Regions from separate parts of the Anser cygnoides genome. Here region 2 is linked to region 1. Evidence: chromatin contacts called from public Hi-C data. All regions are on one chromosome and are shown on one strand. The core of a region is the stretch at or near the end of the contact, and the rest is flanking DNA. Distances in the headings are between cores, read along the strand shown. Region 1 holds the start of HOMER2 (homer scaffold protein 2). Region 2 overlaps HOMER2 (homer scaffold protein 2).

Region 1 (4,236 bases), core at 1,189-3,688:
AGTGAAATATCATGTTGCATATGAAAGCTTAAGAACTAATTAATTTTGATAGCATATTTATAGTTTTGTTTACAGAGATCTCAAAATACTCTAAGAAAATGGAAAACTACATCATACGAAAATCAGACGAATCAATGGGAACCATACACAACTTAGGACTCTTTGTAGCAGTGCAGGAGTTAGGATGGAATCAGCTGTAGAGCAATCACTTGATCCATTACTGATAAGGTTAAACATTTTGCACGAGACCTGGGCCTCATCCAGGTCCATGACACTTTTGCCATTGACTTCAGCTGGGGACAGGACTTCATCCTCTGTTTGGCAGCCACAAGAAGACACCAGTGTGCTACACTTCATAAAGGAGAATCTCTCATCTGTTTGGGGCAACAGAGGGAATTTCAGAAGAAAGTGTGCTTTGAGAAACCCAAATATATGCAGAAAGCTGGGGTTAACTCTCTCTGCTAGACAACATAGCTCAGGGTCCTTGAGAAGATGGGTCCACAACTCTGTCTCTTCCAGAATATGGATCTGAAAAGAGAATAAATCAAGGTTTACAGGTGGACAAGACCTTAAGAACAAAAGCAATATACAAAATATCATGTCATGTTCATTTCACAGCCAGATAAGCTTCCATAAGCTTAACCCTTTTTTTTTGTAGCTGAGGATGAAAATGCACTTCAGTGCAAGATTGGAAAAGACTAAAACATTAGAAAAAGCTAAGAAGCTTCAATTCCAATTTCCAGTTTCCATCTTATCACGAAACATGCAGTAAGTGCATTACTCCATCTTGGTCCAATTCCATCGGATATTTCTAAGTCCCACACAGTGCTGGTTCATAACACACAGCGTTCTGACGCTCACCAAAATGAGCTAATAAGCCAGAGAGCACTAAGACAACTTCTCTCTCATGCGTGGTAGATGGAATTTAACGAAATGAAGTAAATGGTGCAAACCAGTGAGACAAACTCATACGATTTCTGGTGGGAGTTTTTTTCTACAAGATTGCCTGCCTGCTGTATTCTCCCCTCAGAGAAAGCCAGTCCTCACCATTTCCCCACGGAGAGGGAAGCGGTTCTGTCAAAGCAATATTCAAGGCTACAGACCATCATGAACGTGAAAGGATTATCACTTCTCCCATTACTATCCAGGGGAAACTCAGCGGGCAGAGCAGGACATGTGAGGTCTTCAGACTGCAGGGATTAAGCACGGATCGAGGTCCCCTTCCCATTGCAACTTGAAAAAAGCGCAGGTATGCTGGAGAGGTGCCACCCCACAGCCCGGGGAAACAGCTGGGCCGCTTCACAGCCCTTTGTAAACGTATTCACCCTGCTCTTTTTCCCTACTGCATTGACTTTATTTGAGCATATAGGATTGAAATTCCGTTTTGGTGCTCCAGGCATCAGGAGACATCCAACAGTTGGCTGTCAGAGAGCGAGGCAGCTCCATGGTGCGTAGCTGGAAGGTGTTAGGTTGCTGGTGAGGTTTTCCTTCCCTGATGGTCCCCATGGGATCCGCAGCTGATCCTGGGCATAACCCCGGTGACTGCACACAAGGTTAGAGCATGCAAACGTAAAGCCTGCCCCACAGCTTCCAAACTTTCTGTGAAAGAAAGGATAAATCTACGCGAGGTAATAGGAAGATGAAAGTAATCCCTCTTGATGGCAAGGTATTAATTATATCTTTGTGTGGGAGAAGTTAAAATCCTCCCTGATGTGTGGATGGGGTGCCTTGTCCCCAGCAGCGGTGTCTGCGTGGTGAGGACCGGCACGAGCAGGGCCGTGGCTTTTGTATGATTTTGTATGATTCGTGTCCTGTGACAGTGCCACGGCAGTGTCACCCCGGCGGTGGGGCAGCCAGGACACGGCTCTCCCACGGTGATGCCATTTTGCCCTCGGTGGGAAGGAACCGTCCCAATTTATCGTCATAAAAATCACACGGGGCGGCGGGGCAGGAAAGGGGGGGAGTGGGATTTTTTCTTCGCTTCCCTGGCGAAAGGGATGAAAAGAGCTCAAAGGTGCCCCCCCCCACCCCCAGCTGCGTGTCCCCCCATTCCCACCCCCAGCAGCTGCGGCTCCCGGCAGCCGGACAGCGCAGCCGGTGCTCGGGTCCCCCCCCCCCCGGCACTTCCCCCAAACTTTTCTCACCACCCCGGCCCCCCCCGGCCGGTCACCCCCACCCCAAACCCACCCCACCCCCGTCCCCTTATCCACGGGGGTGGGCACCGAGAAGCCCTCGGGGGTTCCCCCCGCTTCATGCGCTCCCCCCGCCGCCGCCTGCCCATGCCCGGGGCCGGGGAGCTGGAGGGGTCCCGGGGCCGGGAGAGAGGGGGGTGTCCCGGGGGGCAGCAGCGAGGGGGCGGCGGGAGGTTGCTCGGTGCCGCCGCCGCCCGGGAGGGAGGTTATGTAAGGGGGGAGGGAGGCGGCGGCAGGAGGAGGAGGAGGAGGAGGAGGAGCGGGAGGAGCAGGACGCCTCGCCGCCGCCTGCCGCCGCCGTGCAGCCGCAGCCAGCCGGGAGCGGGATCGGGAGCGGGGCGGCCGCATGTGCGAAGTGGGGACGCGGCCGCCGCCGGCCGCCGAGCGCGGGGAGCCGCCCGGGGGTGCCGCCGCCCCGGCCGAGAGGTGCCGAGACATGGGGTGAGTCCGCCGGGCCCCCAGCGCCCCCCGCGTCCCGCCCCCCTCCCCCCGGCTCCACGCGGGGGTGCTCGCCCCCCGCCCCGGCCCCTCCGCAGGTGCGCCCCGGCCGCTGCCGAGCCGGGAGGCGGCGGTTCGTTAAGGCAATTAATTCATTAAGCACTTAACCGCCCGGCCGGGGGGCGCCCACCCGAGCCGCGCCGGCGGGGGTGGGAGCGCAGCGGAGGGGAAAAATTTAAAAAAAATAAAATGAAAATAAAAAAAATACAACCTCAGCTCGGGCACGCTGCTGGTGGCCACATGCGGAGCTGGGGGGTCCCGGGCAGAGCCGGGGGGGGCCCGGCGGGGGCAGCGCTGCCGGCCCCGGGGGGCTCCGCGGGCGCGCTGGGGTCGTGCTGGGCTCTGCCGGGGCTCCCCGCCGGGGGGGGGCCGCCGCCAACTTGCCCGGACCGCGGGAGCCGCGCGGCGGTGTGGGCAGAGAGCTGCCCCGCACACGCACCCCTCCTTTCTTCCTCCCGGAGAATCGAGCCTGAGCTTTCCGAAAATCAGCCGTGCCTTGTTCCCAGCCTCCAAGTTTAATAGGGGGCAAAAGCCGCTCGCTGGCGTTAGAGCAGTCCGTGAACTGAACGGTGGGAAGGGGGGGTTAACGTGGTGCTCTCGGCTGGACCTGCATGCGGGTTAGAGACCCATCCTCTCGACCAGAATGTCTTGGGGGATTCCAAACCCACACGTTTAATTTGCTTTATTTTTATCCTATTGCTGTCCCTCACACCTTTTCCTTGCCTCTCCTCACCCCCGTGTGGCAAGGAACCGTTCTCCGCTTTCTGGGCATCCTCATGCTGCTCCCAGCTGTGCAGCCTCCCACTCGAGATGCGTTGATTATTGTCAAAGTGCTACCATTTGAGACGGTGTGGATAAATAATGAATTAAAATGCCACGCATGTGCCTGAATCGGATACCCAGCAGCACTGAATAGGAGTGCAGGGGCAGAGGGGAGAAATAAGATCCGAAGAGTGTCTCCCGATGTTTCACTTCAGGATTACGAGGGGCTTTTCTTCATTATGTAAAGTTCCAGTGGAAATAGCAGAGGTAGCGTTACAGCTTGGGGTTGTGGAAGGAAACACCAACGCCTGGCTGGAGCAGCGTGGCCCCGCTGAGCCCAGGCTGGACAGAAACATCCAGCCCAAGGGAACTCACCCCCATTCTTTTTACCCGGGTGTCTCTAAAAACAAATAGTTTTGTCGTTGTTGTTTGATCCGGCTCTGTGCTGGTGGATGAGTGCAGCTGTGAAGTTTTGCTGTGGCGTGGAGGGAGCCACGGGGCAGGTGGCAGCAATGCCCTGGCCCTTGGCTCAGCACAGTGCTGCTCTGCCCGCGGAGCTTCCCTGGGGCCCGGGGGTCTGGAGTGCCCCGGGTGTGCTTGTGGCTGCACCCCTGTCTGTGCTGCCCTGCTCCACGGTCCGGTTCGATACCCCGATGTAACGTGTTTGACTTCGATTGAGTCGTTTCAGCCTGACACCAGTGCTGGGGAGGAAGATCAAGCTCCTGACACCATTCATTCCCGGGGTTTCAGCGTGGGTTGTACACACTCGTACGCTCTGTATGGA
Region 2 (4,236 bases), core at 617-3,116, 40 kb after region 1:
GGCATTCAGCCATTGATTTTGGCCCAAAGCTTCTGGATCCTGGCGCTGGGCAGGGGATGGTGGGTGTGGGCAGAGCTGGGGGATGAGCAACCAGGGAGCTGGTCTCAAGTGTGGGACCAGGGCTGCAACCCCCAGAGCTGCAACCCCCGGAGCTGCACCCTGACCTTGGTATTAACGCAGTGCTGCTCTGGGACAGGGACTGGCTGCAGCAGCAGGCTTGGAAAGTGTAGGGCTGCCTCTTGTAATGAATAACCAGCAGTTCAAAATACACTCTCTGTCATTAGATTAGTGGTCTTGCCAAGTGCTCATCAAATGGCTGAGATGTTTTTTTGTTCATGCAACAAAAAAGCATTACTTATCTAGCACATAGCTGACACTTGAAGCATGGCTACTTGGCACCAGGTTTTAACAGTTAACTAAACATTGTGTCCTTGGGCATGGCACGCAGTCTCTCATGCTGCTGTCCTCTTGCATGCTTTGATTCAAAAGGAAGCCTGAGAACAAGAAGTTTCTTGTAGTGTCTCAAATAGCAGAGGCAGGCCACTGCAATTCAAGGAAGACTTTTAATCAATTGAATTGCTACAGGATTTTATTATTCTAAAAGTATCTTACCAAGTTCTTGCAATTTCCAAATAACTGGATTTTTTTTTCAAGCGTTTCTTAAATGCAAAGCATAGTTTACTTTACATGTTATTTTATTTTTGGACTTGAGACGTCCATAAAGGTGGCATGGCAATAATCTGCTATCCTGGGTTGCTAAGGCCAGTCTATCAATCACATGCAGAACTTTCTAAAAAAGGAGATGTTGGTGACAGTTATGTTTTATGATTCTTAGACTTAATCAAATGTAGAGGAGTGCTCAGTTCACCTGTGGATATTCTCCATTCCCATGACAAAAAGACATTTATAATAGCTAAATAAGCAGTATGGGAATATGGGAGGGTTAAAGTAGACATAGGGCAATAGTTGGTTTTGAGTAACAGATAAGCATGACACAATGCCACATTTGGACACCAAATGAAAGAATTAGCACCTTTGGAGGTCCTTGCACCCTAATGAGAGATTTTGCCATATTCTCCAGCACTGTCCAAACACACACCTAGAATAAGTTTAATGCTGGTATTAGAAATACCAGCCACAATGCTGGCCGCTACGATGTGGGCAGACAGGAACGGATCTGATAAAAGTACTGTGTGGGCACAGGGGCCTCAGGAGCAGCTGTGCTCCCCTCCGGATCCATTTGCACATCTATTTGCACGGTGTGACCTGCTGAAGGGCCTGTTGCCAATACTACAGCCTTCTACTTGCAGGAAAAGCTTTCAAAACCAGCAGAAAGACTGTTTCTGGCCAGAATATTGAAGAGAGATGGCTTAAGGGGCACTTCTGAAAATGGCTTAAAATGATCTATTAAAAAAAAAAAATCTGACGGCTGTCTGTCTGGAAAATGTTAGAAAATCTGTCTTATTACTGCCATGCAAAGCAATGGGACAAAGATATCCCTTATCATCGTGCTCCTCAGTTTAATTATTAAACCATTAGTACAAAAGATCAGAGACGGTGAAGAGATTAGAGAAGTATAAGTGTATTGGGAATAGTAAAATCAAGTTTCATTTTATTCTGATGTCATTACACTCATAAAAGATACAAATAAAAGCTTGCCAGCTTTACTGGAAATAACTGAAGCTTTTAGCCAGGAGTTAGGAGGACATGCTAAAGCTCCTCTAAACCAGAGATCAATAGCCTGGCTTAAAATAAATAAATAAGTAAATAAAACTGAAGAATATCTGCTGAAAACAATGAATAATAATGAGACATGAGAAGAGGTTAGCATGCCTAAAAACTTCTGCACTTTCAAGCATATTGGCTGGCCTAATAAAAGATAATGCCTCTTTCTAATGCCTTGCCTCCCTGGAGACACTTAAGCATTAATCCATACCTATAGGGACAAGCAGTTCAAATTAAACATGAGCCATTAATGAAAACTGCTTTCAGTGACCTAGTAACCTAATTGCCATTCACATTGACCGGGAGAGTCCCAGTGTTTATAGTTAATGTCCTGCTCGGGGTCCTTTTCCCTCCCTCCAGCACCCACTGCTCCTTTCCCCCTTCCTGCCCCATGCCTCAAAAAGGTCTCAGGACATTACTCAAATGTTGCTACATGAAAATTGAAGCAGGAATCAAAACAGAATTAATGGTGCAGCTGGCCGTGATGAAGAGGCAGGGCTGATGCTGTAAAAGTAGTGATGTGTTTTGCACACCAAGCTGTTAAGCAAAATTTCTGCTATCAGTCAAGGTGCTTTGGCACAGACATGATAATCTGAGGAGCTGGAGGTGGCCAAGGGCATGGGGACAGAGATTTATACAGGTGAGAAGCCCAGCAAACTCAGACTTTGCACATCATAAAGTAACAGCAGACGGCTTCTGGGAAGCACCAGACCTTAAATTTTGATTGATGCATGCGTGTTTTACACGTGCGGCATGCGGTATTTGCCCAGCAGGGCGCAGGCAGCCCACCCTCACCCCCAGCCCGACCGTGCTAGCAGTGCCCTTGCTGCGCTGCAGCAAGCTCCCGGCCGCTTTCTGCAGCAAATGCTCTCGTCCCCTGCTGGTCTGCCTGGCACTGAGATATGTATGGGACTGCTGCGGGCGGGAGCAGCTGCTCCACGTGTCCGACACCACCACAATTTGTCAGGAGGAGACATAAATGCCAGATCAGGAGCTTAAAATTTACATGCACATAAATAATGCTTCTTAACGTATAAAATGCTAAGAAGGTCTCTCGCTATATATATATTTCTCCAGGTGACAGGCTGGCTGCAGATTTGAACAGCTTTTAAATAATCCGTGCAATGCACAGTAGCATCTTTGAGTCCCCACTAAATTTCCCTGGCCAAGACTCATAATCACACAGCGCTCTTGTGCTGCCATGTCCTTGGACTGAAGGGCTTTGCAAGTGTTGGGAGCCGCAAATCCATTCTGCGGCTTGGCCTCAGCTTCCTAGGGCAATGGGAGTTGCATCAGTAGCCATGATGGGCCACTGACGTGGTGTTTGGCTGGTGTTTCTCCTACTCTGGTCTGTCTTCTGCTAATTCTGGGGAGCTTTGTCTGCCTGAGGACAGGGTGGAGGAAAGGCAAAGTGAAGGGAGCAGAGAAGGAGAAGGAGTGTGATGATTTCTATAGTTGATTTGGGATATTTACATGTGCTGTTTCCTCTTGAGACCACAGTTTTCATTTACAAAATAGAAGACTATTTCACTTTTTAAACTAGGATTTCCCATTTTAAAAGCACTCTCTGTTGTTGCAACAGTTTGATAGCTCAAAGCCAACTGACACATGAATTTTTTCATACCAATTACTTGCCAGTTATTTGCATTTGGGGCAGAGCAAGTCAGTTACTGGAGAGATGGCATCTTTCTGATTTCTGCCAGTGATCAGATACTGTGGTCCTGCCATCCCCCTCACAGACGGCCTCAGGATCGTGGTGGTTTCCGGAACATCTGCTCTGTCAGTGTAGCAATTAGTGTTGGTAACGCTGCACAAGTTTGGGCTGTCACCATCGTGTTTCTGCGCTCAGCAGAATAATCAAGTGAAGGCCTTTAATTTCATAGCAAGCCAAGTGATCCTCTGTAGCTTTCAAAAATAGACTGTGAGTAAAATCTAGCAGTTATTAATTAGCCAGGAATAAAAAAGGAGCAGCAGCAGAACTCTTCATGGACTGCTTCCAAATATATGGGGTAAACAAAAAACAGAGACGTCTTTCACTGCAGATTCTGCTACAGAAGTCTTTACGTTATGACAATGATAAGAATTAAGGGTAATATTTTGTCTCTTAAAGCCAAAGATCTGTCTCTTGAGTTGGTGAAAAACCCACCTACTGGTGCTTGTTTCTAAAAGCAGATGTGTTAAATACACGTGTTGGTAAACCCGGGACATGACTGAAATCTATTGTGCAAAGAAAACTTCATCAGTTTTATATTGAAGATTGGCTTTGTTTAGCCATATACAATTTTTATTGTGGAACTGTGTAAAGCTGTCCTTGTCTTCGTGGCTCACATTATGTTTCACAGCAGTCTCCCGTGTGCTTTATGAAGATAGTTGCAAAATACAATTTTTTGATAGATCACTTCCAATTCTTTTTGTTTTTCATACTTCATATAGTCCATGAAGAACCTTCATAATTTTTTCATACTTGCCCGTAAAGATTTATTGTAAAGGAGAGACTCAAAAGAGCTCTTT

Evidence for each region. Hi-C and Micro-C count contacts between places; a contact is called where the count stands out from the background.
Region 2: a contact with region 1 is called in a Hi-C map of liver, with 1.7 times the contacts expected there. The contact joins the enhancer-like site here to the promoter of HOMER2 in region 1. A contact is called at or near these places in 2 of 7 Hi-C or Micro-C datasets (both in liver).

The regions. Positions count from the first base shown.
Region 1 is chr11:10,419,741-10,423,976 of Taihu_goose_T2T_genome, forward strand. It overlaps HOMER2 (homer scaffold protein 2), which reads left to right and starts at 2,439. Exons shown (of 9, transcript XM_067003895.1): 1 at 2,439-2,633. The coding sequence starts at 2,539.
Region 2 is chr11:10,460,060-10,464,295 of Taihu_goose_T2T_genome, forward strand. The region is part of intron 3 of HOMER2 (homer scaffold protein 2); the gene reads left to right. Among named protein-coding and RNA genes, the nearest start is that of HOMER2, 40 kb to the left of the region's middle. Within about 2 kb of position 1,867, at least 2 of the 3 cell types and tissues checked have open chromatin away from gene starts, as enhancers often do. A contact at or near this core is called in liver, where this site is marked.